5 separate regions of the Sus scrofa genome follow, and regions 1, 2, 3 and 5 are each linked to region 4. Evidence: chromatin contacts called from public Hi-C and HiChIP or PLAC-seq data. All regions are on one chromosome and are shown on one strand. The core of a region is the stretch at or near the end of the contact, and the rest is flanking DNA. Distances in the headings are between cores, read along the strand shown. Region 1 holds the start of EDEM1 (ER degradation-enhancing alpha-mannosidase-like protein 1). Region 2 overlaps ITPR1 (inositol 1,4,5-trisphosphate receptor type 1). Region 3 overlaps ITPR1 (inositol 1,4,5-trisphosphate receptor type 1). Region 4 holds the start of BHLHE40 (basic helix-loop-helix family member e40). Region 5 overlaps ITPR1 (inositol 1,4,5-trisphosphate receptor type 1).

Region 1 (4,785 bases), core at 2,257-4,756, 180 kb before region 4:
GGATGTGAAAGGAACAGAATTTGCATAGTGATATAAAGCTGGGCAGAAAGATTTGCTATTTTTAAAATGTGCTCAGGTTTTATCTACTTCATGTAAATACTCCTTATCTTACCTCCAGTCAAACAAAAGAGGCAAGAGAAGCCTCAAGTAAATGTGACTACAAAGAAAAGACACACAAGTTTAGTGCTTATATTTTGCTTGTGTACCTTTCACCTAATATTCTTATGGTCATGCCACTCTGGTTTTTCAAACAAATCACTGAAATACACTTGATAACCATCATTAGAATACCTTTGATTAAAATAAGTATCTGAGGAGTTCCCTTCATGGCTCAGCAGTTAAACCCGACTAGGATCCCTGAGGATTTGGGTTGGATCCCTGGCCTCCTCACTCAGTGGATTAAGGATCTGGCATTGCCATAAGCTCTGGTGTAGGTTGCAGATGTGGCATGGATCCCCTCAAGTTGCTATGGCTGTGGTATAGACCTGCAGTTGTAACTCCAATTGGACCCCTAGCCTGGGAACCTCCATATGCAGTGGGTGCAGCCCAAAGAAGCGAAATAAATAAATAAATATCTGAAAGAATTTTCATTACTGGTTGCTTATTTCAGGGGACGTAAGTGTGCCAGAATGACAAAACTCTGGTTCTAAACTTGCCTTGAAAATACTGAAGTCTGAGAGGAATTAAGTTAAAGGAAAAGGAGCAAGAAAAATTAACTTTCCAGTCTTTTCAAGTGGCCACTATGAGGATCTAGTCAAGGCCGCTATAACCCCAGAGTTCTTTTACCTTCTGAAAGACACCAAGGTTTACCAGCCACAAGGGTGATTATTACCTGTGGGCACAACCCTTTCCAAATGCATCGCCTCAGTCTTTCCACTTCCAACTTTCCAACAGCAGCATATCTGCTCAAAGCACCCTGACCTCAACTTACCAAGATTGTCACTTAACAGTCAAACCAAACCACACCTCAGCAGTCATCATCCTGAAGCAAAGCCCCACCAGCAACTACCACAGGGCCCCAGCAAGCTAGCCAGGGCCACCTCACCCTGCTGGAGGGAGGCTCCAACTCTGCAGAGAGTTCTCAAAGTTTATTAGGAAAAGCATTAAAATGTCATAAACTCACTCCCAGACCATCATATTCTCAATAGAAAGTGTTATCACAAGTCCTCCTTAAATGGTTCTCCTTAGGTCTATGCCATAAAAGGAAGCCTGAGAAAAAAATCTGTGAGGGAGAACAACTCAGTGTGTTTGCTCTTGCAGTACCATGAGCACTGGTGAGAAAATAAAATTAAGATCCGAAATACGTACACACACTTTGATTTCAACTACATTAAAAGTGTGCAGGCATCTGGGCAGGAGTTGGCAGGAAAAATAAATTAAAAATAACTGCCTGGTGGGATTTTAGGCTTTTTTTTTTTTTTTTAATTTTAACTTTTTTCCCCAAAAAACTGAGATCAAAAGAAAACACCTGGTGCTGCGGGAGAGGCCCTAGAAAAGGCAAAAAGGCAAAAAGACAAAAAAAAAAAAAGAAAGAAAGAAAACACATGGGTATAAAGTCTGGTATAGTTAAGCTAATTAGGGAAAACAACTCAATTTCATACAATATGAAAAGGCCCAGTAATTTTTTCCAAAATTTAATAAAAATTTTTCTCAAAAAAATTGATTGAAAATATATTTATACATATGGCCAGTTATACATTTAAACTATATCAACCTTTACACGTAAAGTGAAACACGAAAAGTACCTCAACAGTTTCCTACAATTTTAGAAAGACCCAGTCCTTTTAAGTTAACCTGCCCTGTGCCCTCATGCTCTCAAATTGAAATTTATGACATGAGTTTGTAGATAATAAAACCATTTTTAAAGCTCTTCTGCCTCCTTTACTCTATGGGCTTCCTTTTTAGAACCTGAGAAGTGGCCTTTGCTGCTTTTCACCAGGTGAAGGAAAACACAGGGCTCACTGTCAAAAGGGGCCAAGCAACGGACTCCTCCACTCCCGCCTGAGAGGAGGAACCCAGGGGAAGACAGTCACCTATCCAGCCATCAGGGTCAGTCAGAGCACACCGGTTCCCTCCAGCCAGGAGGTCCTCAGCTGGGTGTGCTGTCCTCTTGGACTCTGAAGTCAACAGCAATGACCCTTGAAGCTCACTCTGCAAACAAGCCTGATCCAAGGACAGGACTGGTCCACCTTTCCTGACAGCCCTGCCACCAGACCGGGGAGAACCTGCAGGACAGACCCTACAGTAAGGCAAAGGAATCCCATCCTGAGCATCAGGAACCCAAATGTAGGCCTCACAGCCTCCCTCCCTTCCACCTAACCATCCTCAGCCTAAAAAGCAGCCTCTGTGATGAAGGAGAAAGATTGTAGCCCTGCTCTGCCTCAGATTCACTGCCTGGCTTTAGAAGTCCCTTCCCGGGATCAACTTCTGAATTTATATATTTCTATACAGAAAAGTGGGGAGTAGGCTAGGTGGGGGAAGGTAAGGGCTAGTTCTGAAGCTACATTTACAAGGGATTTCATCTTGATTTTATGTTCACCTGGAGAAAGGGTGAAGATGGGAGTTTAAGGTCCCCCCAAGTCACCCCTTGGTACTGCTACTGTGCCCTCTGTTCTCTGAGCCTCAGTTTTCCCATCTGTAAAAGAGATTGCGCAGACAGCAGTCCAGTAACTCGGATTCCGGAAGAATCAGGACAGAGGGCAGACATCGGCCCTTCCACTTACCCCCAAGCCCCCATCACCCTAAACACCCCGGCACCCTTAGGGGGACCCAGAGGACGGACGGCAGCACCCACCCCCGGGGTCGGAAGGAAGTGCGTGCGGTGAGCGGTCCCGGGCGTCCGGCCGGCGCGGGGTACTCACGGGTCCCCGCGGTCCGGCCCTCGGCCGCGGCAGTGGATGGGGTTGAGCTCGTCCTGGGGAAAGGCGTGCGCCATGTAATTGTCGTAGCCGAAGACGAACATGCCTCGCGCCAGGTCGCGCATCTGTGCGCGCAGCTGAGGCGGGAAGGCACCACTGTAGCGCTTCTCGTACTCGTCCCGGCCGCGGTCCCGGCCGCCCAGCACGTAGCCCCAGTGGGCCGGGCCACACACACCCGGCCCTGGCCGCCGCGGAGCCCGCCGCCGCCCCGCAGACGCTGCCGCCGCCGCCGCCGCGGGAACCGGCGGCTGCAGCCACGACGGCCCCCCAGGCGTCCCCGGCCTGCCCGCGGGCCCCGAGGCAAGAGACGCGGGGCCGTCGGAGCCCCTCAGGCGGTGGAAGCCGAAGCTGAGCGGGAAGCGCTGGTAGAAGCCCATGCTGGGCCCCAGCCCGAAGACAAGCCACAGCACTCCATGGAGGCCAAGCCGGAGGAGCACCAGCCCCAGGACGAGCGCTCGCCATTGCATGGTCGCGCGGGCGCCGCGGGCATTATTTTAAAACGCTGGGGACCTTCCCCGCCGACCACCGCACCCCACGTCCGCCTCGTAGCCCCGCTCACTTCCCCTTTAAGGAACTTCCCCGTGACGCACCAGGAACTGGCCCATTGTCCCCCACCCCCAGCATTCCGGGCCCAGCCGGCCAGGCCCCGCATTCGCCCGCCCAGTCGCCCGGATTGGCCCGGCCCCGGCCCGGCCTCGCTGTGCGAGGCGTGGGACTCCCTCAGGCGCCATAGGCCACCTGGTTGCCCCCAACGCCACGAGGCCCCGCCCCGTCCTTTCGGCCCCGCCCCCAGGGCGGTCCGGAGTCGGCTGGGCTGGCGTGGCGAGTAGGAGCAGCTCGGGCTCCGGAGGAGGGAACTTCCAGCCAATGGGAGCGCGGCACGGAACCTGCAGCTGAAGGCTGGACAGGGACGTGGCCCAGGACCCGCCCCGCTCCAGTAGAACCGGCTCCGCGCTGGGACCGGAGCTGTATGTTAGGGACGGTAACAATTAAGACATAAGGAACAAGGAACGAAAAAAGGACATTTCTATATAAGGCAGCTACTTTGGCATACCAAGGGCAAGTTTTTTTTACATGGTGGGGGGTGGATGTTGCCGTAAAACGTTATCTTGAATTACTTTTATTAAAACACCCTAATTTGTTTTCTTTTAACTTAAAATTTGAACCCTTTTTATTAAAACGCCCTAACTTGTAAGAAGCGCTCACGGTGACTGTAAAATACACATTCCCAGGTCCTGTCCTAGACCTATAGATAGAGGGCCCGGGCAATGTGTCTAACAAATACGCTTCGGCAATTCTTAGTATCCGACAATTCCAGGAAATACTGAGTTAGGTTGAGTTGCCTTTGTCTCAGAAATACGACTATTTTTAAAAAAAGATACAGAAGAAAAATGCAGGGGGGAGGAGTCAAGGCTGCTTGCCGCCACCACCGATTATTTTTACCAGATCTATTCAATCATATCACCATCTCTCCTGTGCACTGTAGCAGTGACCTAACCTTTGACGTGTGGGATAGGTTCCTGGTCAAATCACTTTACCTCTTAGTATCTACTTACCATAATAAGCAAGGTTGAAAATGTCAGCTCTGAAGGGCTATTGCTTTCATGTAATGGCTCAACGGTTTGGGGGTTTTGTTTTCTTTTGTTTGCCGCATTTGGAAATGTCTGCTAAGATTTGCCCTCCTTAAGTTTAGACCATGTGCCTATTATACTGAGGTTCCTGAAAAGCTCAGGAAGCAAGACCTGATGAGTGGCTCAAGCCAGACTGGCAGAATAACCAAGGGAGTGACTAAGAAGATGACAGAGTAGTCATGTGGCACATTCTCAGGGTCAGAAGACTTTTAGCAATACAGAGGAGGTATAATGGA
Region 2 (4,374 bases), core at 1,646-4,145, 250 kb after region 4:
AGAGCCATCAGAGATAGAGGTAGAAAAAAGTGCTACCTATCTTCTACAATTTGCCATGGACACATTCCACCAACACATCCTTGATTCTGATCCTATATGATCAGGACCAAAGGATTACAGGCATGGATTTACTGTGGGAACCTAAAGAGTTACCTTTTACTCCCTTTCCAAGCAAAATACAAGTTAAAGAAAAAGAAGATGGAAATGGAACTGGTGTGTCTTTTTAAAATTCTCTTTGTCTAAAGAAGCATCTTGAATTCTTTTAGAATGGTCATAGGTAGCATATAACTATTTCTTTTTTTTTTTTTGCATTTTTTTTAATGGCCACACCCTTGGCATATGGAGGTTCCCAGGCTAGGGGGCTAATGAGAGCTACAGGTGCCAGCCTATGCCACAGTCACAGCAATGCCAGATCCAAGCCATGTCTGCAACCTATACTACAGCTCATGGCAACACTGGATCCTCATTCCACTGAGTGAGGCCAGGGATCGAACCTACTACCTCATGGTTCCTAGTTGGATTCGTTTCCACTGCACCACGATGGGAACTCCTGCAACTATTTCTTAAGCACTCAGAGATTAGTGGTTTCTGTTTTATGATTGCACTGATACTCTATGGTCTGCCTATACTGATATTATGTTGGTTTCATTTAATTTCTAAACCAAAAATTAAAACTATTGATCTTTTTTCATCAGAACATTACAGAAAGACTTTTGAGACAGCAGACTTTTTTTTTTTTTTTTCAGCTTCAGAAATCACTACTTAAATAGGAGGAGGACACTTTTAATTCTAGCCACTCATCAAACAGAATGCAAAAACTGAGAGCAATGGACGGGAATCACGTGATTGTGGCTCATGTAGGCCCTGATGCTCTGTGTGACCCTCTGCCAATCATTGAACCCCTCTGGGCTTCTACTGCCTGACCTGCAGGCCAAGGGGACTGGAGCGGGTATTATTTAGGATTTCTTCCAATGAAGACATTAACTAATGCTTGGTATGTTTTCGTAAACTTCATAATATCTAACAGGCAAGTTCCCTAAATAACACAACCCAATAGGACCTAAAATGATTTCCAGGACGGAAAAGGCCAAATCAAGCCTGGCACAGAATTTGGTAAAATAACCAACAGCCTTTGCTAGCACTCCCTCCTAAGAGGATTTCAGCTCTATTGCCATGTGGGTAGGTGCTTTTATGGCAGAAAGCCACAATTTTGAAAAATATAAGCCTATTAATAAGCTATCTATGTTCAAACAGGATACCAGCTACATAAATATAATCCATGCTACACAAAGTAAAAGGTAATGTTTGGTAAATGAATGAACTGATTTTCTCAACACATTTTTATAATCAAAATTAATTTTTTTCCACACAGAAGGTCATCCTCAATGACCACACATTAAGGGAGAATATTTTGAGAAAATGAGTATGTTTGGATTTCACAAGTCTTTTCTTGTACTGCCTTCATCCCAGTACCAGACACTATATTCAGAGTCTGATGCCTCCAGTCAAGGTGAAGTCTCCCTAAACCAACAGTGACTGGCAATGATGTGATGTTGCCTGGTTTTGAACTTGGAAACCAACAATTGCTCCCTACTGCCTCTCCACGTTTCTTCTTAGATCTTAAGTCTTCCCAGGGCTTTTAGTCAAGGTCAGCAAAATCAGACTTCATAGGGAAAAGATTTCAAATGATGGGCTTTGAAATAAAAACTCAAAATGAATTTCAACGAAAAGGATCCCGAGTGTCCTTCCCAGATGAGGCCATGAATTAGGTCATCATAACCACAGCACTGGAGTAGTAACTAGATCTGGGCAGATAAGACCCTGAAATGATCGCTTTTTATACATAATGTTCCTAACATTTTATCCAGGGATGTACTTCTGCATAAATGAAGGACATTATATATTGTCCTTCTTAAATAAAAAGAAACCCAGAGACTTCCTAGGGTTATTATTTATGGCATGTGCACAGCAGCACATGCTCACATACATGCTGTACACACATACATATATACATCAGTTTCATGTGTGTCTATTACAGGCCAGCACAGAGCACAGCCATAGAAATACCTTCTGTTTTCTGCTGCCACTAACATGAACCCTATTATCCCTGGGCTTCTAAAATTTTCCTTTGAAATAAGCTGTCTCCATCCATGAACCAACCCTAGCAGAGGCTGAATACAGTTCAATAAATGCAGCTGTATTATAGATCTAATTATCAGCCCATCAAAGAGAATTTATAATCTCCAACCCCCATGAATCAGCCTTCAGTTCCTTTCACCCACTCAATCTCAGAGGAGGGAAAAAATAAACAAGCAAATAGCGAATGGCCTTGCAAATATGTTTGCTGGGTCCTGTCTTTCTTGAGCCTTTGAAAAGCCACATTAAGAAAACAGAACGCTTGCAAGAAAACTGAGCTAAAATGGAACTTACCTAGCATTTTAGTAGAAAAATTTAAAATCTTTCCATTTGATAATAACCCAATGTCCTTTACTATGGCATTTGTTTTTAGAAACAAAGGAAGAAATATTTTAGTTCCAGTGATGCAGTTTCATCTATATTTTATAGGAAAAGTTCATCAGCAGTCAGAAGAGAAATTCATTTTTCAAAAATGCATTCTGACTTGATTAAATTATACAACTTCAGTCATGATGGAATCATCTCAACATTAAAAAAAGAAGAAGAAGAAAAAGAAAGAAAAAGGAAGAAAAAAAAAAAAAAAACTTCCCCAGATTCTGCAATAGCTTCTGTGTGCTCCGAGTTGAGCTTGGTTGCTCTCTGGTTGCCAGTGTCTAACAGTAAACAGCCCTGCTGCATTTATTGGCAATTACTGCTGAAGGTCACACATCAGCAGTGAGCCTAAATTCCAGGAAAAAAAGCAGCTCTTATGTAACTGCTGCCTGAATGCTGGCAGGTGCCCAACCCAGCAGTTCACAGCAATGTAAAAAAGTAGGACACCTCCACCCTGGGTTGGACGTCATGAGAACGCCCCCTGAAGGTGAAATTTAATAATTCTCCCATTTCTCTTCTGTTTTCTTCCCCCTAAATTTTACTGGCGGTGGCTTTCCTTTGCTTGCAGAAGTAGCTCCCGGGGGCAGAAGCTAAGGACAGAAAGGCAGACAGAGGCAGGCTGCAACCGCCCTAACAAGTAGAAATGACAACCTTGCTTTTTTGTTGAAATGGCAAGAGGCTGAAGCTGCAAACTGACACTGATGGCTCTGAAGAGTCTGAAGTGACAGTGACTGAATGGGGATCACATCTCCCAAATGTAGAAATGCAGCCCATCCACTGAGCCACAGCCCACACTTTCTAAACACGCCATTCCTCTCCAAAGAGGCATCTATGTAAATGAGGTAGGTCACTGCTCTACCCACTGCCTCATCTTGAAGTTAGAGGACTTTATCAAAATTACCCTTTTGTGGAGTTCCTGTCGTGGATCAGTGGAAACAAATCTAACTAGAATCCATGATGACACAGGTTTTATCCCTGGCCTCGCTCAGTGGGTTAAGGATCTGGCATTGCCGTGAGCTATGGTGTAGGTCACAGACCTACACCACGCAAGCTCAGATCTAGTGTGACTGTGGCTGTTGCATAGGCCGGTGGCAATAGCTGCAATTCGACCCCTAGCCTGGGAACCTGCACATGCCGCAGGTGCAGCACTAAAAAGATCAAAAAAGAAAAAAAGAAAAAGAAAAAAAACCTTTGGTTTGCCCAGAACTTCACAGTTTAGGAAAAGTGGCTCCATGGTCACCTGCCAGTTGTCCTCACCTGTCATGACCTTTCTCGCCCAGGTAAAAGTTCTTAAATTGCATGTCCTCATGACCCCATGTACTTCAGCTTCCTACATTTCTCATTGACAGCCTGTCATTTAACATTAATTTGTATTATTGTCTATCTCCCCCACAAAACCATAAACTCCAGAAGGGCAGACACTCTGCCTATTTGGGGCACCATTGTATCCAAATCCCCTAGCAACACAGAACAGGCACTCAAACATGAGTCACAGAAATGAATGTCTCAAGCATCAATCGGAGTCTGTTTAAAGCCAAGAAGGGGTGGATGCAGGAACCTTCCAGGGTTGGGGGGGACAGAAACATTCCCTATCTTGATTTGTGTGTGTCCAAAGGTAACAGTTCATCAAGCTACCAACTCAGGAATAAGCTGAACAGACACTAAGCAAGTAGCTCCTTACCCTTCTCCCATTACCTGTCCTCTTCCTGCCCCCTAAGGACAAGGTGAAATCAGGAAGTAAGGAGAGAGACCCTGCCTCGTGATTTGTGAAAAATGATAATAATAAAGAAATGAAAGAAAGCCCTCCTCTTCCTGGTTTCGAGGGGCATGCCACTCTAGGAGACAGCTGGAGAGGCCCCACACCAT
Region 3 (4,442 bases), core at 129-2,628, 220 kb after region 4:
GACTGAGCTTCTCGAACCCAAGTGACAAGGAACATGCTGACTATCTTTGCAAGAATGTCTTGCCCTGAACTTCAGAACCTGGTGCCAGTGGGTCCAGGCATCTTCTCTTGTTACTTGGAGAGTTGTGGGCAATCATGCAAGTCTTACACTCCCAACCATGGGAGCTTCTTTGGGATTTTGGGTTTTCACTTCCAAACCTGGATCTAGATCAAAGACTCCTGTTCAATGACATGCCAGTTTCCTGGGAATGGAGAAGAAAGATGTATGTCCGCAGATGACTGGGACCAAAAAGTGACATAATAATGATAATAATAACACAGAGAAGGAAAGGAAAGGTCCTGGGTCAGGGAGCAGTTAACTGCATTGCCCGTTGCTTTCGGCTTCACCTGTAACATCTGTTAGTGTAAATACCTGATAACTGAGGCGATGAAGACTTCCCTGCCTCCTGGGCCTCTAAAATCACTTCAAACATAGAAACAGTCAGAGAGATGGAGGTGAATTGTGTGTGAAAACAACATAAATAGCACAGCCCCCAGGCTCACTGGATCATCAACCATGACACAGAAGCAAAATTTAAGAAGTTGGATTTTTGACAGAAAAATTTAATAAAATGAACCTCATTTTAAAATAATCAAGGCAGCATTAATACAAATAATCACTGCCTCATTTTGAGAGCCTTCTAGGACCCTGGCTTTGAGTGAGGCACTTTCTGTGAATCACCTTCTTCTGGGCAGGAGCTGGGCTGAGCGGTCAAGGGCACTGCCCCGAGCCCTGAGGGACTGAGGAGACAGGAGTGGAACAGGCCTTCCTGCTCCACCACACCAGCCCCAGGGCAGCAGCTCCTTCCTGCAGCTCTACCTGACATTACTCTCTTTAATCCTCTCAACATGAGCAAAAGGGAGGGACTCAGTTTTTCCAATTCTCTTTTCACAAGTGAGAAAACTGAGTTTCAGCGTGTCCTGAGAAAGTCCAAGGTCACCCTGCCGGTTGGAACTCCAGCCCAGGTGTTTCCGCTTTGGAAGCCAAGTTCCTTCTCCTGCACGCCTGCCCTACTGGGTAGTGTCCCCCCAAGTCCCTGACCCCATGCCACCCACTCACCATGGAGGGCCCACTGGCAGCACCTACAAGCCCTCCCTGAACCAGGCCAGGGTGCTTTGCTGTCCAGACCCTTGTGGTTTCCGCTGAAGGGCAGAGTGCCTGGGGGAGCCTGCTGGGGCCCCACCACCTGCCTCCCTCTTACTGTCATGGTAACACCCCCCACGCCAGGGAGAAAGCAGGCTCCTGACTCTGATGCTGGCCACACTCTTCTCCCACATGGATAAAACCCGAGGTCAGAAAACACCGCTCAGAAGTGACTCATTTCTGACTTCTCTGCCAAACACAACACCCTTTTACGTAACTCGCTTGCACACCACTCTCCTCCTCCTGGGGTGGCTGCCCTGTCAAACCAAGGCTGATCTTCCTCACCAGCTGGCCCCCCATTTCCAGCAAAGGCAAAGCAAACTGCTTCTCACCCTCCCACCCCCGCTCCCCGGGGTCAGAGGGGGGTCTCCAGCGTGCTCTCTCCTCAGTGCCTTCTGTGGTGACTTCTTCTGGAAGGGGTGGGAGATTTCCTATCTAACACTGGCTCCTGGCCTGCTGTCTCAAGCCAACCTCAAAAAAAAAAAAAAAAAAAAAAAAAAAAATGTGGTGAGGGAAAGGCCCTTGGACGAGGGATTTCTCTCTCATCTCATCTCTCAGCTGAATCCGCAGCCAGCTTCCTGACAGAGCACTTCTCACAGTTTCCAACTCATACTGTGTACGTGCAGAGAAGAAAATCCTTTTTGGGTGTGTCTGGAGGCTAGACTTGGCATAGGAAGAGCCTTGGGCAGCCATTTGATACATGCAATTTGCTGTGCTTCTGCAACCGGAAACAATTAATCCCCCCCACCACCAAATCTTTTTGGATCTGTCCCCTTTATTTGCTGAACGGTTCTCTGTGGTCAGATCAGCACATATATCCTCAACCATCTGTATGTGCTTAAAACACCCCAAACACTAGGTGTGTTGAAAGATCCATTCTACTCCTTCTCTGCCCCAGGTGAGACCAGCCTCTGTGTTCCTGTAGGAAAGAGGAAGTGGGGGAACATTCCCCCGGGTGCTGGTGGGAACATCTCAGGAGGAAGGAAACACACAAAAATTGGCAAGGACTCGGAGGACGGATATGCAAGTGCCATGAGACTTGCTGAGCCCCTGCATGTGCCAAAAATTAATTCACAAGCAAATGCTTATTTTATAGTTTCCCACTTTGCTACAAAACATCAAGCAGAAAGGAAAGATTTCTTCTGGGGGCTGGTAGGAAGTGGGTGGCACTGGAGAGGGCAGAAAGAAAGCAGGAGTTACTCTTAAAGGGAAGCTTGATCCCATGGCTCCACGATGTCACCTGTTCCAGGGGACCCCCCGGGGGGCAGTCCCACCTCCTTGTTCCTGTAAGCAGGGGATAACACCATGAAGTCTGAGCCACTCTGACGGCACCCAGGGAGGAGAAGTTTGGGAGGTGATATCCATCCTCAGATGTTATCACCATCACAGAAGCCAGGGCAGGGACAGAAGAGACTGGAAGACTTGGAGTCCACTGTGTCAGGCCAGGAAATATCCTCAGTTTGGCTGCCAGGCATTTCAGGGCTGAAGTGATGATGTGACAGATTGCAAGGCTTCAGGAGAAGGAAGTAATTCTCCCTGTGAGAGTTCCTAGTAAGCACGGTAGGCCCTTAGTTTTGGATTCCCATCAGCTGAATTCTCTTAGAACTTCCGAAGAGCTATGGTCCCCAGTGAACTTATCCTCAGTATAAGGGTGAATTTTCACATATCCTCAAAAGGGGAAGGACATGAGTTGACACTTCTGCAAAGATGGGACTGAACTTTCAGGGGGAACAGAGCTCCCCAACAGCAGGGACGATGGTGTCTTCCTTTTTTGCAGCTATAGCACCCAACTCAGGGGCTTGACTGACCTATGGTAGGTGTTCATCAATTATAACTGGGATATGTGGGGGGGGGATGTTCTCTGCAGGGGACCCCCACAACTCCCTCTCCCCTTGGTGAACACATCCAGTTCACACCAAGAGGTGCAAGTCTTCTCCCCTCCCTCTGAGGCTGGGCTCATCGTCTCTCTGGCACTTTGACTGGTACAATATGGCGGACGCGTTATACAAGGAGTCCAAGCCCAGGCGTTAAAATGACTGGTAGCTCCTACATCTCACTTCCCCAAACACAATTTCTTAGAAGCCAGCCGTCATACTCTAAGAAGCCTAAACCACACAGAGAGGCCACATGGAGGAGAACCAAGGTGACAGCCCCCGCTCAGCAACCAGCTGAGAGCCAGCACCTGTGCCACAGTCATACAAGGGGCCATCTTGGCCATTTCTGCCCAGTCAAGTCCCTGGTGACCACAGCCCCAGCCAGGACCACCCAGAGGAAGGAGACCCACCCAGCTGAGCCCACACCCACAGAAACACAACAAGTGTCAGAACAGCCATTGCTTTAAGCCCCTATGTTTTGTGACATTTAGTTAATCAACAGTAAGACAACTAAAACAGGTGGTGGGGGAGGAGGGGACAGGAAGCACGTGACACTTAGCTCAGGCTCTGTCTGGTTCTGTATCTCTGAGGAAGTCACAACCCTCCTTGACCCCCCATTTCCCTCATCTCCATAATGGGGTGACACACACTCAGCACCCCTCACAGACCAACCAGGAGACTCAGACAAGACAGCCAGAGGAAAAGTACTTCATAAAAAAAAGCCAAAAAGCAACTGGATGCTGTTCCCATTTGTCTTCTCTGCTGAGCTCTGCAGCCATAAGCCCACCCCTGGCCCACATACATCTCTGGCTTTGGAGATGACAAGGTGTTGCCTTCTGAAACCAAGAAAATCATCTTCCTTTATAAAGCACCTGCCTTCTTCTTGGAATCTTTATCATCCTCCTGAGGAAGGAAGCTGTTACAGGCAAGGAGGGGTTTGGGGAGCCAAGCTGCCTTGGTTCAAACCTTGGCTCTGCTACTTCCCGCTTGCATGATGAGGGACAAGTTCCTCAACTACTTTGGGCTTTAGTTTCTGCACCTACCTCCTAGGGAGATTGTGAGGGTTAAATAAGTTGATACGTGAGAAGAACTTGAGCCTAGTTCCTGGTCCACAGCAAGCCCTTAATAAATGCTGGTCATCATCATCACGTTATGGTTTATACTTAAGTTTTTTTTTTTCCTTCCCTTTTTAGGGCCACATCTGTGGCATGTCGAAGTTCCCAGGCTAGGGGTCGAACCGGAGCTACAGCTGCCAGCCTATCCCGCAGCCATGGGATTCAAGCTGAGTCTGTGACCTACACCACAGCTCACAGCAACCCTGGATCCCTTACCCACTTAGCGAGGCCAGGGATCAAACCTGCGTCCTCATGGATACTAGTCAGATTC
Region 4 (4,433 bases), core at 1,062-3,561:
CCCACGATGCAAATTATAGGTGCCTTGGCATTTTGAAAGGAAGGGGGGGAAAACTCCCAGAACCTAGAAACTCTTTAAGCCAAAATGCCACAGAAATATTTTACCGTTTGACTAATACGTATTCATGCCAGGTGGCACATAGCAGCCTCCCAAATGAAAAGTCTGACCTTTTAGGAAAGATAAAACAGCATCTTCCCCAGTGAATGTGCATAAGCAGTTTGTTGCAGGAATGTTTCTTATGTCAGATGTTGAGCCCACAGGCTCTCCATTTGTGCTAGAACTCTTAGGAGATAGCCAGGCTCAGGAACTCACCAGCTTGCAAACCGCTCTGCAGGGCAATGATTTTCTGTTGTTGCTGATCAATTAGGTTCGTTAGTGCTTTCACATGCTTCAAGGTAAGTTCAAGAACCACTGCTTTTTCCAAGTGACCCAAAGTCTGGAATAAAAAGAGCCTCAGTCAGCAGGGAGCTCAGAGAAGTCCCACCTCTGGGACCCTTATTAGCAATGAGAGATGTCTCTAAAGGGAAAAAAAAACAAAAACAACCTTTCCTGGTTGGCTAAATTTCATTTTAAGTTTATAGATGTTTAAAATATATATATATATAATTATTAAAAAAAAACTAGTTAAAAAACAACAAATGAGTGTCACCCATCTTTGGAGGCATTTTGGAAGCAGCAGCTACCTCAGGAGAAAGCTCTGACAGATAAATTTTTCCAGCAGCCTCTGCTGACCTTAACTCAGGGGAATCCGAAGATTACATTTCTCTGCAGTGGTGTCAACCCGAGGAAGGACTTCTACTGTGTCTGGCAGCCAAGAGGCTTTCCCTAGTTTCTTTCCTGACACCCTGTCATAACTTCCAGTTCATCTAAGTTTTTTCTTCCCCCTAAATACTTCTTTTTTTTTCCCTTTCCCCAACCAAAGGCTGTCAAGCTAGTAAGCTGTTGACCATTGCCAAGAAAGGACAGGATGTTTAAAAAAAAAAAAAAATCACACACCCAAACAAGTCCTCTCATTTTAAAAAGAGATGGGGAGGAAAGAGGTTAAGAAAAATTGCAGGTTGCTTGGTTTGCTCAAGTTAGGAAATCAAGAGAACCTTGAAAATCACCAGAACGGTGAGCCTTAAACTCTTGCAAAGGAAGGCCAGCCGGTGTTGGTGCCAACTGGAGAAATACAAACGGTTTTCACCTTATTTGCATGAGGCTGCCAGAAAATTCTGAGGACTGGGGAAGTGTACCCCAAATAGCCACCCAGCAGCTCGAATCCAGCCGTCTGGCCTGCAGTTCCCGGCGGGACCTGCAGGCGGCGAGTGACCCCCGACCGCCCTCTGGGCAAAGGAGCTGGTTTGGAGAAGGGCCAGCTTCTCACTTACTGTAAGTTTGAGATGTTCGGGGAGGAGATCCTTCAGCTGGGCGATGCACTCGTTAATCCGGTCACGTCTCTTTTTCTCGATGAGCCGGTGCGGCAGTTTGTAAGTCTCCTGCAAGGCGCACGGGGAAATGGTGGGCTCCGGAGGAGGAGGATGAGAAGCCCTTTTCCTCCCTTACCCCGCGGCGCGAGAAGAGTAGGGGCAAATGAACAGAGTCACACCCAGAACTACCTTCTTCTCCAAGCCATCCAGGCACGGACCCCGCACCTTGCATACCCCCTCCAACCTCAAAGTGAGAAAAGTTTTCTTGGGAACTCAGTGCGTGCTAGGGGCTGGGGTCCCCAGGGGTCCGGGGCCCTTACCTTGCTGTCCTCGCTCCGCTTTATTCCCCGCCTCGACTTGTACACTTGATACATGTGGGCAAAATCCATCCTGCAGGGAGAGGGACGAAGAAGGGTCGTGACTTTGCCTGCGCACCCGCTGCAGGAACCCTGGCGGGCATGAACCCGCATATGCGCCCAGAGCGATTCCGAGTTGAAAGTCGCTCAGAACGCAGGACTGGAGTTGAGGCTTGAAGGGGCCGGGGGTGTCAACTTACCCTGGTAGGTCTCCAGGCTCCAGTCCTGGTGCTTTGGGCAGGCAAGCGGGGGGCGGCTGCGCGCTGGGTATCCGCTCCATGGCGCGGCGAGCCGGGGCCACTGTGCGCTCCTGTCTGCAGTGGCAGAGAGTCCGGTGAGGACTGTCCTGGAGAGGTTTCGAGGGGTCTCTCCTCAGGAGTTCCTCTGAGTCTGAGCTCCCTGAAATCCTCCGGCTGCCCGGAGCTTCGGCTTTGAGGTGTTGCTTCAGTTGGGGGCGTGCATGGTGTCCCCGCGGCTTCTGGCTCAGGCTCTGCGCACAGACTGGCGATGTGTGCTCCCTGCGCCGTCTGCGCTGTGCGAGCCAAGTGAATGAGAAGTGGGGCGGGCGGGGAGGCGGGAGGGAGCGGGGGGGGGGCGGTTAGGGTGGAGTGGGGGGGTGGGGGGAGAACGAGCCGAGGAGTAATGGAGAGGCTGCGGGCTGGGTTAAATGGGAGCGAGTGGGTGGGTTGGAGCTACGTGTTCTACCCTGTGACTCCAGGCACGTCTGGCCGCTGCCGGGGAGGGAAGGAGCGACCTGCCCGCCCTCCCCCGGCTTCATCACATGAGTCTCACGTGTTGGACAACGCTCCCGCGGCTGCGAGGGAGCCCCCACCCCCAGCTCCGGCCCCCAGGTGTCTGCGGCTGCCTTTCCCCGAAGAGGGGGTGGCAGCGCGGCCTGGGTCCTGCCCAGCCGGGTGGGGGGCGCGGAAGCTGGAAGGGCCCGGGGAGCCGGGGGGGGGGGGCAGGGAGGGGAGGTTGGTAACGTGGGCGAACCTGCCCCAGGGAAATGAAGTAAGTTCCCGTCTCCTGGGAGGGAAGGGGGAGGACGGATCCGCCCGCCTCTGACTCAAGCCGGGAGAGGAATATCCCCTCGCTCGCTCCAGCCCAACCCGTTTCCTCCTCCCCCCGCGCGGTCCGCTCGGAGGAACCAGCGCTCAGCCGAGGGAGTCGCCCGGCCCCCCTGCCTTCCCCAGGGGCTGGGGTTTCTTTCGGTGCCGGCTTCCCTGCCCCCACCCTCCAGCCCAGAGTCCAGGAATCGCCCGACGTGGGGAGGGGCCGAGGGGCGGGGCGGATGTCACCCCATGGGAAGCGGGCTGGCAGCCAAGCGCAGGGGCAGCCGAGGCCGCCGCCGAGCACGCTCTGCGCACCTGATCCGAGAGGCTGCGTGCGGCGGGCCCCTGGCTCCCCCGGAGTTCCGCTCCCGGGCACAGCCTGAGCGCTGGCGGGCACCCACTTGCCCACCCCCCAGGGTGCTCCAGAGTACCCCCCCCCCGCGCGCCTTGGACTAGTCAAGCACAGAAAGATACCCGGCGCGGAGCCCTGCGTTCCCTCCCTTCTCTGCCCCCACCGGAGCGGAGGCGCTCGGGTCGCCTCCCCTCGGGCTGCAACGTTACACAACCGTGGCGGCGGCGCCTGCCCTGCAGCAGCGCGGGGCGTGACACTTCACGTGGCCGGAGCTCGGGCCGCAGCGTCCCCGACTTCGAGCCCCTCTGCCCAGACCGGGGGACGGAGAGCCCCGGGCCGGTGTGGCCCGCCGGAGTCTGCCGTCTCCCTCCCTCCGGGAACTTCGGCGGTGCCGTGTGGGATCCTCACCCGGAGATGGAGGAAAGGGAGAGAGACTAGGAAAAACTATCTGCCCTTCACAGTGACATCTTAGCATTCATTCATTCTACACGCATTTGTTGACTTCCCTACCCTGTGCCAGGCATTGTCCCCGTTGCTAGACACACCGTGGGGGAATCCAACGCAGATTCTGCCCTTGAATTTACAGGAACCTCTGGGAAGATAATACCTTGGGCAAGGCAGCCCTGGAAAACGATATCGGTGCCATTGGTGGACAGAGGAAAAAAAGATAAAGTGTTTTTGTTTTGGGGGGTTTCCTACTAAAAATGGTATTTAATGCTAACCAAGACGCCTGGGTAGAGGAGGGATGAGAAGTTAACACACTGCCCGGAGCTTGGGGCAGAAAGGTCTCTTCCCAGCGGCCCGAGATCTCCGCAATTTCACTTAGGTCGCCTGAGGCCCCCACCTACCTTCCCCGGAAAAGTCCGGCCTCTGTGACCTTCTAACTCAGCCTGGAGCAAGGAAAACAGCTGAAACTCCAAGCGCGCGGCGTGAGCATCGCTGATGCAGTCAGAGGAGGGAGCCAGTGGAAATTCATGACTAAAATAAGGCCTGGCTGGGGATTTCACTGACCTCTACGCTGCCCTGCCCTGCAAGTTCGGGGAGTTGAGAGATGACTGTAAGCCTTTCCCACTGCGCCTCGGGTCAGTCACCCCGCTGCTGAGTGACCTGGCTGTGGGAAGGCTTGAAAAAGATGGGGTGAGACCCGTGAAGATTAGCCTAGAGTGCAGTTTGGGTGGGTGGGTGTTGGGGAAGGGGGAGGGTGGTCAGTATTAATTGGCAGTGTCCTTGACAACCTAAAGAACTGGGATTCACACGTTGACCA
Region 5 (4,459 bases), core at 61-2,560, 140 kb after region 4:
AGTCCCAAATGCCCAGTGCCTATATGCTGGACAAATGAACGGGGCCCACTGGCCTCCAGAGATCTGCTACTGCCATCTGTGCTCCTCACCTCAATGGCCAAGGAGATGCTTCTGTATGCCTCTGTACTTGGGCCACCTATAATCCTGGAGCATAAAGGCTCTGCCCAAAGGGTACAGAAAGCCAGAAATCATGCATCTTTTTAGAATGTCTATTTTAGCCAACAGTAAACAATTGAAAATATTTTTATATTAAACTCAAAATATGCCCTGGAGCAGAACATGAAATTGAAGCAAATTTTAAAGATAGAATCCAAGATTTTTAAGAAATGCCACACTTGCCACAGGCCACTTTAGGCCATGTGCCCCAATCCTTGGTGATAAACCTTCATTCTCCATTTCATTCCTTCAATGCAAGGGGAGGAACAGGATCTTCTGGCCTAGATATACATCAGTTACCACCTTAGAGGTTCTCTCTCCCTCCATTCCCCCAGCCTTAATATCCAACAATGAAAAGCGTGGTGGGGGCCTCTGCTAACACCCTGACCACAGGCAGCAAGGGAATCTAGGTGCTCAGGATGGGGTGGATGGTTGTTCCTTTGCACTGATGAGGGGAGATCCCCAATTTTGAGATCCTAGGTGTTGCCAGTATTTTAAGTAGATAATCATCCCAGGAAATCTCAAATTACTAAGGAGTATGTAGTAGTTAACACTAATAACCAATTCCAGCCAAACCCCAACTGTTCTCTCACTTTCCACCTGGTCTTGCCCCCTGCACTGTAGGATGAGCTCTGACACAGCATTAAGGCTCCTCCCAGGAGGCCCCCTCTGCACAGAGATCCAGATCTTCACAGAAAAATGGTTAGAATCTCTCAGTTGCTAGCGTGGGTGCAGAGAGAACACCTGAATCCAGTTACTTTCTACTGAGCTCAGACTTTGATATAAAATGCTGAGCTTGTGTAAGCGCTGAGTCCAGTGACGGCTGCGCCCATGGTTCACTAGCCAGAGTGTGCCGGTCTCTAAATATTGGCAGAATCCTGCCTTTTTTCAAGATCAAAAACATTGATCTCAGGTTCCTGGCTTCTACTGGATTTTTGAGAAAGTCACCTTCAACTAAGACATTTTGTTCAAACATGCATTCATCTTGGGTGCGTGTGTGTGGTCAGGAGGGTGGGGTTTGGGGAGACCCGTGGGCTCCCTGTGGGCTGTCAGCTGCATCTGTTGTTCTGGGTCTGAGATGTGCCCTGTGCTTCGCTAGCTCCTCGTGGTGCTGGCATCTCGCATACCAATGTCATTAGGTACTGTCTGCCTTGGTCCTCCTACAATCCAGCCAGTGCAGTTCCCGTCACAGCAAGCACTTCCTCTGTCACAGCAGACAAACTGACTGAAGCCACAGCCGGAAGCAGGCTGGCCACAAGCTCTAGGGTTCTGGTTAGTTCTTTTCTAGGTAAAGTTGGAAAAGTCCCTGCAAAGGCAAACACTGAAGTTTTAGACACGGGGGCGGCACTGACCTCTTGAAATGTTCTTGACTGGAAAGAGGGAGGGAGGGTGTGTGTGTGTGTGTGTGTGTGTGTGTGAGAGAGAGAGAGAGAGAGAGAGAGAGGAAGGCAGAGAGGAGAGGAAGTTGGATCGTATGATGCAAATGCTAATCATTCTGAGAAGCGTTTTTTTTTTTTTTTCTTTTTTTTTCTTCTCCTTCCCAGGTTCAACTGAAGAGGCTGTTCTAAGAAAGATGACTGAGGTAATCAATCACCTCCTCAGAGAAAGTCCACTTAGGTAGAGAGTTTTGTTTACCATATAAACAACAAAGCATTTATTGTTGAATCTCTTATTCTTTTCCAGCCAGACTAGAGAAATGAGACTTTTTTAGTGGGGGCAGGAGGGTAAAGGAAAGGGTCATGAGAGAGAAGAAAGGTCGTGGGAAAATGGAGCTATAAGCCACAGAATCCCCTCTACGCTCCATAATCGACTCTGGGAAGATTCAAGAAGGCAGACTGTCCTTTCAGGTCAAGTGTTAACTGTGTTTCTACTTATCTTACCAAGCAAAACAACAAGCTGGACTTTCCCAGAATGCCCGTGGATGCTTAGGTGACAGGGTGACCAGAGTGGGGGAGGGGAGGCCTGGAGACAGATTCTTAGTCTCCCTATGTATCCAAACCCCCAGAAAATGCCTGGAGAGGAGGTGAATTGGGAGGGTTAAAGATGACCCTTTACTTTCCTAAAGCCGGAATGTATTACACTCAATAAACTTTAAATATTTGCTCCTTTTGTGAGTTAGGGCGATTATTTGCATCAAAGAGGAAGAAAATAATCTTGAGAGCTCACTTTTCTAAGATCACAGAAAACAGTCAAAATCCAGAATCTGTTGCTTTGGGTGAAAAAACAGTGATAATGATCGCCAATTAATAAGCTCAAGATTCCAAAATTGCCATTGATGGTATCTGTTACACATTTTTTTGGAGGGGAGGGGGTGGAAACCTAGACAAAAAAAACATGGATCCCAGTGGTAAAAAGATCAGGGTTTGGAAGGAAGGACAAATAGAGCACAGAGGATTTTGGAAGCAGTGACACTATCCTGTTTGCTGCTCTAATAGTGGGTGTCCTTGCATATCTGTCCAAACCTACAGAATGCACAAGAGTGAACCCTAATGTTAACTGTGGTCTTTACTTAATGCTAATATATTCATATTGGCTTATTAATTATAGTAAATACACCCAGTAATACACAATAATAAAGGAACTGGGAGGAGGGAGGGAGAAGGGGGCGCATGGGAGCTGGGCCTTTCTGTTCAGCATTTATATAAACCTAGAATTTCTGTAAAAATAAACTCTATTAATTAAAAAGAAAAAAAATCCCACAACCTGGAATCTGTTGGCCAGCCCCACATCCAAGGATTTAGTTCACAGGTGTGTTTCCACAGCAGCCTCATGAAGTGAGACGGCAGTGGGAAGACCCATGTCCTGGAATCAGAAGCTGAAGCCATGACACTCCGAGCATTCACAGGACAGCAAGCCCTGGGCCAGTTGGCCGACCAGTCTGGGTCTCTGTTTCCCCTCCTTTGTTCTTTTTGAGATTGAGCTCACTGGCTACTTCAGGGGATTAATGTGAGGATCAAAGGGCTGTGACAACGTGTCACATCAACTGGAAAGCACTATGCAGGAGTATTATAGATCCCTGTCACTGGCCCAAGTCACAAAGCTAGTCTGCCAGCCAAGATGCAGACCGCAGGTGGAGCGCTTGACTCCCACTTGAGTTATTTCTTCCCTTCTCAGGCACGGGATTTTAGAGGCACAGATTTTTCTTTTACCAACAGAGTCACTCAAAGGATGCCCAAACTGCTTGACAGTCCAGTTGTCAGTGTGGTCTGTTCTTGGCTGAGGACAACATTACCCAGATGGCCCCATTATATAATCTTCAGCTGGGCTGGAATGACCACTCAGCCTTCCAGACTCAGTTAATAGTTGTTCTTGGATGATACAGTGTAACAAAGACGGGCCCTTGCCAGAGAGAGAGCCGCACCCATTTCTGATGAAATTCCTAGCAAAAGCCAGCTGCAGAATCACGGTTTCATTTCATTCTGGGCCCTCAGGTAAGGTGACCCCAGCCCCCACAGGGGCCAGGAGAAGGCAGCACTGACCACTCAGAACCGTGTAGCTGAGTCCTGGGCACCCAGGGCCACCAGGCAGAGGAAGCCAGAGGTCACAGAGGAGGGGTGAAAGGTGGGGTGGTGGCCTGTGCTGGACCAGGGCAGGGCCAGCCAGATGGAGATGCCTAATAAAGAACCATCCTGCTAACCCACCCTTCTTCCAGGCTGGCTCAGGTTTTTGCTCAGGCAATTTCCCCTACACATTCAATTAGCTAAGCAGTCTACCAGAATGTTATTTATGGTTATGTTTTGGATTTTAGCAATTTTTATTGGTGTTGCTCTATTCTTTTTTGGCTTCCATGAGTTTTAATTTTGTTCTCTCATTTACCTTTATACAGTGATGAGTTTTAGTTGTTGTTTCTGTTTTTGTTTTTTGCCTACCTAAAAGGCTCTCCAAAGTTCTTGGCTGTTGTTTTGAGGGAAAATACCTGGCGTTTGTCTCTGAACATACACACATGCAACACCCCGTGCCTCCCTACCTGGCCTCGTCTCATGCAGCAGTGTTCTGCCGAACAAACGTGTGTCATTTTGTGGGTTTCTATGTTGGAAATCTCCTCTTGACTGCAGTGGTTCTTGACTGAAAGGGCTTTACTTAAGGCCGGCCCTGTCTAGACACACTGAGAAACAAGTGATCGGAAGCTGTCATCTTTGTTACTGTCCTTACAACATCAGTAAGATATCAAGGGTGAGCTATCAGCATTGTCTTGACTTCAGAGTTAGTGTGGAAGGAAGGTGCCCCACAGGTTGAACTCCTATGGGTGAAAGAGATCATCTGCCATGTGCAGATTCTCCAAACTCCTTCATCCCTTCCATCC

The links. A called contact is a pair of places that touch in the nucleus more often than the background predicts. HiChIP or PLAC-seq counts read pairs in DNA pulled down with a chosen protein or histone mark.
Region 1: an H3K27ac HiChIP or PLAC-seq map of alveolar macrophages shows a contact between it and region 4. The contact joins the promoter of EDEM1 here to the promoter of BHLHE40 in region 4. A contact is called at or near these places in 1 of 5 promoter capture datasets (liver), 6 of 47 Hi-C or Micro-C datasets (embryonic fibroblasts, fibroblasts, heart right ventricle and 1 more) and 1 of 2 datasets of contacts at active chromatin or transcription factors (alveolar macrophages).
Region 2: an H3K27ac HiChIP or PLAC-seq map of skeletal muscle shows a contact between it and region 4. The contact joins the enhancer-like site here to the promoter of BHLHE40 in region 4. A contact is called at or near these places in 1 of 5 promoter capture datasets (liver), 27 of 47 Hi-C or Micro-C datasets (alveolar macrophages, blood, brain and 13 more) and 2 of 2 datasets of contacts at active chromatin or transcription factors (alveolar macrophages and skeletal muscle).
Region 3: a Hi-C map of embryonic fibroblasts shows a contact between it and region 4, with 1.8 times the contacts expected there. The contact joins the enhancer-like site here to the promoter of BHLHE40 in region 4. A contact is called at or near these places in 8 of 47 Hi-C or Micro-C datasets (embryonic fibroblasts, fibroblasts, heart right ventricle and 4 more) and 2 of 2 datasets of contacts at active chromatin or transcription factors (alveolar macrophages and skeletal muscle).
Region 5: a contact with region 4 is called in an H3K27ac HiChIP or PLAC-seq map of alveolar macrophages. The contact joins the enhancer-like site here to the promoter of BHLHE40 in region 4. A contact is called at or near these places in 1 of 5 promoter capture datasets (liver), 19 of 47 Hi-C or Micro-C datasets (adipocytes, alveolar macrophages, blood and 10 more) and 2 of 2 datasets of contacts at active chromatin or transcription factors (alveolar macrophages and skeletal muscle).

The regions. Positions count from the first base shown.
Region 1 is chr13:61,702,322-61,707,106 of Sscrofa11.1, reverse strand. It overlaps EDEM1 (ER degradation-enhancing alpha-mannosidase-like protein 1), which reads right to left and starts at 3,506. Exons shown (of 11, transcript XM_021069286.1): 1 at 2,862-3,506. The coding sequence starts at 3,380.
Region 2 is chr13:61,280,367-61,284,740 of Sscrofa11.1, reverse strand. The region is part of intron 39 of ITPR1 (inositol 1,4,5-trisphosphate receptor type 1); the gene reads right to left. Among named protein-coding and RNA genes, the nearest start is that of ITPR1, 210 kb to the right of the region's middle. Within about 2 kb of position 2,895, at least 43 of the 83 cell types and tissues checked have an H3K27ac peak or open chromatin away from gene starts, as enhancers often do. A contact at or near this core is called in alveolar macrophages, brain, embryonic fibroblasts and 7 more, where this site is marked.
Region 3 is chr13:61,300,372-61,304,813 of Sscrofa11.1, reverse strand. All of the region lies in intron 41 of ITPR1 (inositol 1,4,5-trisphosphate receptor type 1), which reads right to left. Among named protein-coding and RNA genes, the nearest start is that of BHLHE40, 230 kb to the left of the region's middle. Within about 2 kb of position 1,378, at least 44 of the 83 cell types and tissues checked have an H3K27ac peak or open chromatin away from gene starts, as enhancers often do. A contact at or near this core is called in alveolar macrophages, embryonic fibroblasts, liver and 2 more, where this site is marked.
Region 4 is chr13:61,525,890-61,530,322 of Sscrofa11.1, reverse strand. It overlaps BHLHE40 (basic helix-loop-helix family member e40), which reads right to left and starts at 2,311. Exons shown (of 5, transcript NM_001245010.1): 1 at 1,966-2,311; 2 at 1,730-1,799; 3 at 1,371-1,478; 4 at 313-436. The coding sequence starts at 2,045. LOC106505661 (a long non-coding RNA gene) reads left to right here and starts at 1,485. Exons shown (of 12, transcript XR_002337646.1): 1 at 1,485-1,659; 2 at 1,806-1,969.
Region 5 is chr13:61,380,757-61,385,215 of Sscrofa11.1, reverse strand. The region is part of intron 57 of ITPR1 (inositol 1,4,5-trisphosphate receptor type 1); the gene reads right to left. It overlaps LOC106505661 (a long non-coding RNA gene), which reads left to right. Exons shown (of 12, transcript XR_002337646.1): 8 at 1,701-1,738. Among named protein-coding and RNA genes, the nearest start is that of BHLHE40, 150 kb to the left of the region's middle. Within about 2 kb of position 1,310, at least 44 of the 83 cell types and tissues checked have an H3K27ac peak or open chromatin away from gene starts, as enhancers often do. A contact at or near this core is called in alveolar macrophages, liver, omental adipose tissue and 1 more, where this site is marked.